Linked DNA regions of Anser cygnoides: region 1 is linked to region 2. A link is a contact called in public Hi-C data. All regions are on one chromosome and are shown on one strand. The core of a region is the stretch at or near the end of the contact, and the rest is flanking DNA. Distances in the headings are between cores, read along the strand shown.

Region 1 (4,258 bases), core at 1,735-4,234, 150 kb after region 2:
GCTGGCTTCTGGTCAGGGCGTAACACACATTTTTCTCCTCCTTTCCTCAGGGGAATATGTGGGGCAGAGCTGCTTGCTGTGTGGATGAGAAATGTGCATCCTGCCTCAATTTGAGGTTCCTCCCCTGTCTTTGGCGGGGGAGTAAGCTCTCACTAGTTCCTTGCTCTCCTCTAATTTGGAGCACTATGGTGGAGCAGGATGACCATGGTGGTCCAGGAGGATCCTGCTGTTAGGTCCTCAGATCTGTGAGGGCAGGTAATACAGATGGAAAAGGCCTCCCCACTGCGATTTCCTTCAGGCTGGGAACTCTCAGTCTCCCATCATCCCCATTCAGTGTTGCTGGGACATCATCACCTGCATTTCTGGCCTTTGGGCTCTGCATCCTTCTCCAGATCCCTCTCTCCTCCTCCTCCAGCCCAAAGGTAGACCCACTCTCTGGCTAGCTACTTGCCTGGTGGTTGTGTATTGCAAGTAGCAGGAGGGGCAAGCAAAGCCACTGACAAGGAACAGGATTGGGTTTATCTACCTTTCCATGTCAGCCTTCTCTCCCAGGCTGCCCTTCCTGACACTCTGCATGGCTTTTAGGCCCTCCCAGATCATTGGCCTGTCTCTTCCCATCTCCTTTCGATAAAGGGAGATGTATTTAACTGTGCCCTTGGGTGTCTGCCCTGTGTGGAGCATCTTGTCTCAGCAGTGAGCATTTGGGGTGACATTTGGTGGTCTCACGCCTGAGGCCATCCCTGCTTTCACTCTGATGAGAGGATTTGGTTTGCACGTGCAACTGGGGCTTTTGCAGGTCTCTGCCCACCGGTCTGAGAGGCCTGGTGGACATGGGGAGGGAGTTACTCTGGGAACTGGCCTGGTAGATGGTTCCCATGCAGGCAGTTTGGCTTTCCCAGGGGGCTACCCCATGGGAAGTGAGAGGCTGGCCTCAAGAGCTATTCTCGGGGAGGTTAGTGTCCAGGAGGCACAGCAGGCTCTGTAGGCTGATGTATTTGGTCTTGAAAGCAACCTGACCACTGCTCTCGTTTAACTGTGTCAGGCTTTGCTCTTTAACTGTACTCCCAACACTTCCTCAAGGAGGTGAAACTAGAGCAGCATCTTCCTCCCGTTCCTGGTCATAAAGAAACCTGGGAAGGATTTTTTTGGTAAATACTATGAAATAATTTTATTTCCTAGTAAAACAGCGAAATAAAGAGATCTGCTTTCGTTGCTGTAAACTAGAAGCCAGTTGTGGTTTATAGAAGAGAAAATACTGCTGAGTAGGAACACGCCATTGTCTCTGCATGGTGCTGGCAGGAAAGGGAGACACTCAGACTCCGTGGAGGAATGGTTTGTGCTCAGTATAGTATCACTGGAGGTCAGTGAGGTGATTGATAGCAGATTGGATCCCTCAGAAAGATGACTTGTGGTCTGTATGCCACAGGGTTGTATATAAATATGGGTTGTACAAAGGGGAGTTTTAGACAGCACATCTCAGTGGCAAGTGAAGACCCCATTGTAGCTCAAGCAATAACTTTCCATGATTTGTAGCCTGGCATGAAACAACAACCCCAATTGCCTTGCAAAAAAAACTAGGAAGGTGGCCAGAAAACAAATGAAGGAAAATTCTTGAGGTGCTACAAATAAATGCAGTATATTCTGGGGAAAAAATATCTGCATTGGCAGTCCTGTGGATGGAGGGACTTCCATGGCACTGAGCAGCTGCAGGGGTTGGGCAGGCACATTCCCAGCATAATGTATGTGATCACCAGGGATAGGATTCACATGTCACAGAGGCAAGCACAGCTTGCTGTCTGATGGATTTACAGCCCACTTTGGCTGGACACGGGGCCTCTGTATGCTCCTTTAGCACCCTCAGCGCTGCCACATGAGAGCTGCCAATGGGTTGTTTTGGTTAGCAATGGCCAAGAGAGAGCTAAGGACTATTGTAGACTGTTTCTAGGTATGGCAGCTCAGCTGGGTGAGGATTAAGGGTGATGCCTGCCTATTGTGGTATCCTTCACAGTGGTAGGGATGGGCACAGGACAGAGTGAATGTCATTGGTAAATGGGAGAAGCACTCCTGGGGTGTTTCCCAAGAACATCACAAAGCGCCACGATATTCAGTGTAAAGGTTGAGTAGCTGCAGGTCCACAAGAGTGAGGGTTGCATTTACCTCCCCACTCAGGCACATACCAGAGGCTGGCCTCACCGAGAGGCCCTATGACACGTCCTTGGTGTGGCCTGCAGGTTATGTCTCGCCTGTTATTAATAGCCCCGTCTTGATGTCTCTCCACGATACTCTTGCAAACATTTTTTTTTCCTTCTTCTTTGAGCCAATTATCAGGCAAGAAGCCAGGCCCTTGCGCAGCATAGCTGTCACGTTTCTCACGTCACGGCATGGCTTGCTGCTCAGCCTGCACCGGCAGCAAGAGCATCCAGCTGCCCAGGTACCACTTGGACGTGAGAAATCTCAGGAGAAATTTGGGGCATGGATCAGCCCCTGATAGAAGCGAGGGTGGTGTGATGGGTTCCTCTACCAGCAGTGGGTTTCCAGAGGGAAAGTGAGGCAGCGGACAGGAGGCTGGGAGGGCGATGGGGCCCTTGAAATGTCTTGTCTTTCTCAACCCCACAAACTAGTCTCCATCTTAGTATCCTCTCAACATTCAATTTCTTTTCCAGCATGTGCATTTTCAGTGCCAAACCGTATCAAAAAACAACACAGAAAATGCACACCCTTTCTGCCTCCGTTTCAATTTGTCCCTTTCCAAAAGACAGGGAGCAGTGACCTTCACTCCCTTGTCCATCCTTTCATGGAAGGGTGGTAATCCACGTGTTAAGCGTGTCGATTTGAAAATGTAAATAATGCTCAGGTGGGGGCAGGGGGAAAATTATAGAATCTAGGTCAGACAAAGGCAACTGAACTTGCCCTTGAAAGGAGGTGATTATTTCCAGCCTCCCCGTGATAAGGCGCTGGGTGGAACGCTGTTAATAATTCACAGCGTGGACATTAAATTGTGGGATCAGGTTACATTAGAAAGTCAGGTGCTGCTGGCTTTTTGTTGCTGCGCTAATGGACTTTGACTCCAGCGCAAACTGTGCAGTGTCTTGTCAAATGCCACGGGCCAGAAATGGTTGTGGCTGGTTCTTCTTTCTTCCGAGTGGATTTGCTGAAAACCCATGGTCGTTTTGGGAGAGAGGGACCCTGTCTTTAACCCGTGCTAGTTGGAAATGTTCTTGTCCTACAGCTTAGGTACTTCTGCCGGCATTGCCATGCCTGGTTTATTACAAGCTGCTGTAGACAACATGTAAGACCTACAAGGGAGATGAGGAGTTGGGTACCAAAAGGCAAGTGTGGGTCAAAAATCAACTACATATTGAAAGTCAGCGGGGACACTAGACTCATACTGCCTAGTTTAGAGAAGGTCTTCCTGCTATACATGCAGATGGAGATCTGGATCTCCAATTTTTGTCTGCTAATCAGTGCGAGGTGGGTCAGAACCTGTGCTGGGCTCTGAAGCTCAAGCTTGTAATTTATTTTTCACCTCTTGCTTATATAACCAAACCTCCCAGCTACAGCCAGGCCATGCGCTGCCAATGATACCCTTTTGCTGCATCTTCAGGTACTGTGGTTCGCATGTGCACAACTGATAGGTAATTAGAAAATCACCCAGAATAAAACACTTGCTCCCTCTGCTAGACTGGTTCTTCTCGCGTTCAGAGGAGTAACAACCAGTAAAGCCATATGAGAGCCACAGACCTCCGAAGATCTGGCTTGGATCTTGCACAGGGAACAAATGTCGTGTGTAAGCACACGTAGTTTCACAAAGTCATTTCTCAGCGCAGAGCTTTAAATTTGAACTGCTTTAACTTTCAACCAGCAGAAAAGCAATCTAGGATTAGGGAAGAGGAAGGGAAGCAAAAGGGAGGCTATGGAATGGAAGTAAAATTGCTTCTCAAAATTCACGTTGCTTTGAAGCACAAGCAGCAGGATGATATACGTGTTGACACTGCAGAAAACAGCATGATCAACTTACGTTGTGGGGGTTAGAGTTTGTATCGCTCCCTCAAGTTATCGGAAAGAGGCAGGCACTCAGTAAATCTACTTCAGGTAACACATCAGCGTGAGATCGGTGATTCTGATGAGAATGTAGGAAGTCAAAAAATAGTTCTTCCTCAAAATGTTTTGTCTTGAGTGAGCTTCTGACCTCAAAGAGAGCCCCTCTCAAAAAAATATGCTTTAACTTCAGTCGGTTTGGACTTGTGTTCAAAACCAG
Region 2 (3,994 bases), core at 1,122-3,621:
GCCCATGTAAGTTTCTCCAGACGAGCCACCATTTCCATCTCATGCTGTCTTCATAAAACTAGAAATATTGAATTTGGCAGTCAAAAGAGCTGCTGGTGCACAAAACAGGTGCTGTTTGGATATTAATGTGTATTAATATTGATGCATTGAAGTTCAAGGTGAGACTGTGCAGAATGGTCTATCTGCAGGCTATTTTGCCCATCGATCAAGTATGAAAGAGAAGACCAAACCTTCCTGTGACGCTGGCATTCCATGGCATGACTGTTAATCTTCTTCAGATAAGGATGGCTTAAAACATTAAGTCTGTTACCTGCTAACTTGTTTGCTTGCCTTCTGATTGAATCACACACCTAAGGCTTGTTTCTATTAAACCGTGATTCTCAGGCTCACGGGGTCCTTATCAAGGAATTATGGCTGTATGAGCGATAATTCTCAGAGAATTCACAACTCAGAGAAACACCTCAGCACATCTCAATGCCCAGCTTATCAGAAAAAATATTAAGAGATCTTCCTTCACATTTTTTATGATTTATCATCCACTGGGCATGACGTCCACAACCCTTGTAGCAGAGGCTTTCATGAGCCTTGCACAACAATAAAATGAAAAATTAATAGGAGTTGCTCAAACCTACCTTCACAGTTTCCAAATCTCCAGCTTTAGATGCTTCTAATAACCGATAATCCACGTCAGAAGTACGCACAGGTGTACTTTCTACATACAGAAAAAGAAGTTTTAGGGTTATTAAGTTATATTAACTTGTGCTCGATTTTTTCAAACTAGGAAGACGTCTGCTGGCATCTGTAAAAATGCTACAGGAGTAGTGAAGTTCAAGTTCATATTGCCTAAATAGCTGAATAAGGAGCCTTAGTTTCAGTGTAAAAGTCAGATTTAGGCTCTAGAGCTGACATCATTCTGCCCAATGGAATTTCAATGTGTTGCTAATCCCATGTATGGTAAGAACGACGTTTCTGCATTCAAAAAACCTATGCGTTCACTGGGACGGATTCAAAGATTTGATGAAGTTCAAAAGCACCTTCTCATCTACTTCAGCAAACTGCAAGAAGCCCCACTGCACACCCAGAATTAAACATGCTCATTTCAGCACCTGAATTAATACCTTTGCACTTTGTACTTGCTACGAAGCTGGTGAGGGGCCTGGAACCAAAGACCAGAAATTCTCTTTAGGAAGTGGTTACGCTGTTAGAAAAAATCCCCAAACTGTTAACCCTGGGATCTTTTATAAGAGAACCATAAACATCATACCCTCTAATTACTGATCGCATAAATACTTAGGTTGTTTTTATATCTGATGCAAGTGCCTTTATCTCACAGGACTCTGCTCCCACTCTGTAAAACACAAGTAACATTCTACTTTTGACTGCTAAAGTATGGAGTACCCAAAGGGTAGCTGATGAGAGGAAAAAGGGTTCTCATGTTTGTCAATATTTTAGTTTCCTTGGAACTTGTTATTAAAAAAAATTAAAAAATTGACCTGACTTCCTTTAATATTCCCATACAACAGCATGATATAAATCCACAAGATATTTTATCCCCATTTTGCACAAAAGCTCTGAATTGAGCAGCTGTGAGTCTGTTTCCTAAAAAAGCATCACACAGAACAACGTAGATGTGTGCACATAATGGCAGAAGGGAGGGATGAAGAAACTATATTAAGTCTCTTGCGTTGAAAAGGAAATAAGATCCACAGCTTTAAAAGACAGGGAGAAGCTGAAGTTCAAATATCCAAGCCTTAATTTTTACCTACCACTTAGTATCTGTTGCACTGCTTCGTTTCCCATCTGTGCTGCTGTGAAGCCTTGTAAAGAGATGATGGAGGGATCAGAGCCATAATTCAGCAGGAGCCGGCAGGTTTGCAAGTGACCTGCTAAAGCAGCCCTGTGCAATGCTGTTTGACCAAGTGTGTCCAGTGCATTCATCTGAAAAATCAGCAACAATATAAAACATTATTAGAATTAAAAGCCTGCACCTCTCCATGCCCTTAATAAGAAGAGCAGTAACAGGAACTTCTTGGCATATAAGTTTATCTGTGCTGCAACTAAACGCAACCAAATGACAAAATACATAAACACTCCAATGCAAAGATAATTTTCTGCAGATGCTTTCTTGTCTTAAAAAAAAACAGGTTATTTGTTTGCATGGCTATTACAAAACACAGGATCCCCAAAACCATACTTGAAATAGCGATCAAACTCTTGACAAATTTGACAAAGATTAACCTTGTGCAAAAACAACTCTCACAGAAGAAGAGAAAGAGGTAAATAATTAACTAAACAATTCAAAGATCATCTACCTTTAAAGATACTATTATCTGTCATCCTCAGAAGAGGAATTAACACTCACTACCAAGAATTAAAACAAAGATGTCAGATTAAGAATTCTAAGGGTGTGTGGGAGAGGGGTGGTGAAAGAAGATGTATACACAGTCCGTTGTTTGTAATTTTACAGAAATATTAAGTTAAAGTGGATAGAAATCTATCCAATATAAGAGTATATAAGCAGACAAAATGGAGTAATAATAATGGAAACCTATCTATCAAGATCTAACAGAGAATCTAAATAACTGGCAGCATTGCCATGGGCTCAGTATCAGAGAAAGGAAGAGAATAATAGTTTTAAGAAGAAGGAAAAAAAATATAGAAAATAACCTTTCAAGAAGATACTTTGTACCTAGCAACCATTCATGACAAACTTAAATGCAGATGTCCAACAGCTTTTTTTCCTTTTTTTTTTTTTTAATCACTATGAAATATAGAACTACTCTGTATTCTCTGCAGTAACTGAGAACCTGTTATCTGTTTCCAAGCCTACAGACTGCAGGCTGTGAACTGCATGCATAATAGACTCTGTTACTGTAAAAAACAACATTTTTACCTTTTACCTTCTCAAAATTTTTGTGATGGCAGCAGTCAAGGGTTTTTCTAGGTTTTCTCACCTAAAATGCAGCCTGCAAATTCTACTACCTTTCCATGAAAACTAGTGAAAAAACATTCTGGTTAAGACTGTATTTCCATGAAATTAAATCTGGGAGGAGGTAACTACATAGCCAATATCTATTACCTGAGAGTGTTAAAAATATATAAATACCTGCAATACAGCAATATCAAGCCATAGGAAATAACAAAGAGCTACCACATAAATAAAGTGGTCTGTGATTTGATATTGTCTGAAAATCTTTTGTATCTCTGAACAATTCTACAGGCTGGTGAGGTACGAATCTCTTAGATCACAAACCCCCCACACAGTGAGATTGATTAGGAGAACAGTTCTGCTTTCCTCTGACCGTGCTCAGCTCATGACACTCTCATGGGATTCTCCTAAAAGTTTTGTTTTAAATAAAAGCTCTTTGCTTAGCAAGACACCCACACCGTACCAACTGTGACCTGGGAAAATGTTAATATTATCTTACGCAGGTCTCCTTTCACCTCCAAATAATTATCTTTGCCAACAATCAACTCTTGGGGCAGAAAAACTGCTGCCATTTGAAGACATGCCTGTTCACTTCTGGGACGAAGAGGGCTGCAGCCGACCATGAGGAACGCAGACACCAAATGACGCTGTTCTTTCCCTCAGGAAAGAGAATTAGACTTTGCAGGGCAATTTCAATGGTAGTACCTCCACTTTGAAGCAGATCTGCTCTCACCAATCATGCAGCACTTGTCTAAAATGAACCCAAGAATGTATTGCACTAAGGCTGAATGCAGCAGGATTTATTTCCAAATGAAAATCAATTTGAATATTTAAAACAACCTGACAATCAGGAGATGCCAATATAAATCTAATTCCTGAAAGAAATACAAATAGAGATTAAACTCTCCTTAAAATCATACCTGTTAAGACATCTGTCTGGATTAACAACTGTTCAATACTAGGTCTAAAAACATACACCCTTTCACATTCAAAGTTAAAGTTTAAATTCTGACAAAATATCAAATATCCAAGCTGCACTGCCTTACTGCATGCTGAGAAGACAAA

What was found. Hi-C and Micro-C count contacts between places; a contact is called where the count stands out from the background.
Region 1: a Hi-C map of liver shows a contact between it and region 2, with 2.6 times the contacts expected there. The contact joins two enhancer-like sites. A contact is called at or near these places in 2 of 7 Hi-C or Micro-C datasets (both in liver).

What each region holds. Positions count from the first base shown.
Region 1 is chr4:68,707,112-68,711,369 of Taihu_goose_T2T_genome, forward strand. No RefSeq gene overlaps it. Among named protein-coding and RNA genes, the nearest start is that of PPP1R3B, 16 kb to the right of the region's middle. Within about 2 kb of position 2,985, at least 3 of the 3 cell types and tissues checked have open chromatin away from gene starts, as enhancers often do. A contact at or near this core is called in liver, where this site is marked.
Region 2 is chr4:68,556,535-68,560,528 of Taihu_goose_T2T_genome, forward strand. It overlaps TNKS (tankyrase), which reads right to left. Exons shown (of 27, transcript XM_066996344.1): 12 at 1,767-1,938; 13 at 633-712. Among named protein-coding and RNA genes, the nearest start is that of DUSP4, 36 kb to the left of the region's middle. Within about 2 kb of position 2,372, at least 1 of the 3 cell types and tissues checked has open chromatin away from gene starts, as enhancers often do. A contact at or near this core is called in liver, where this site is marked.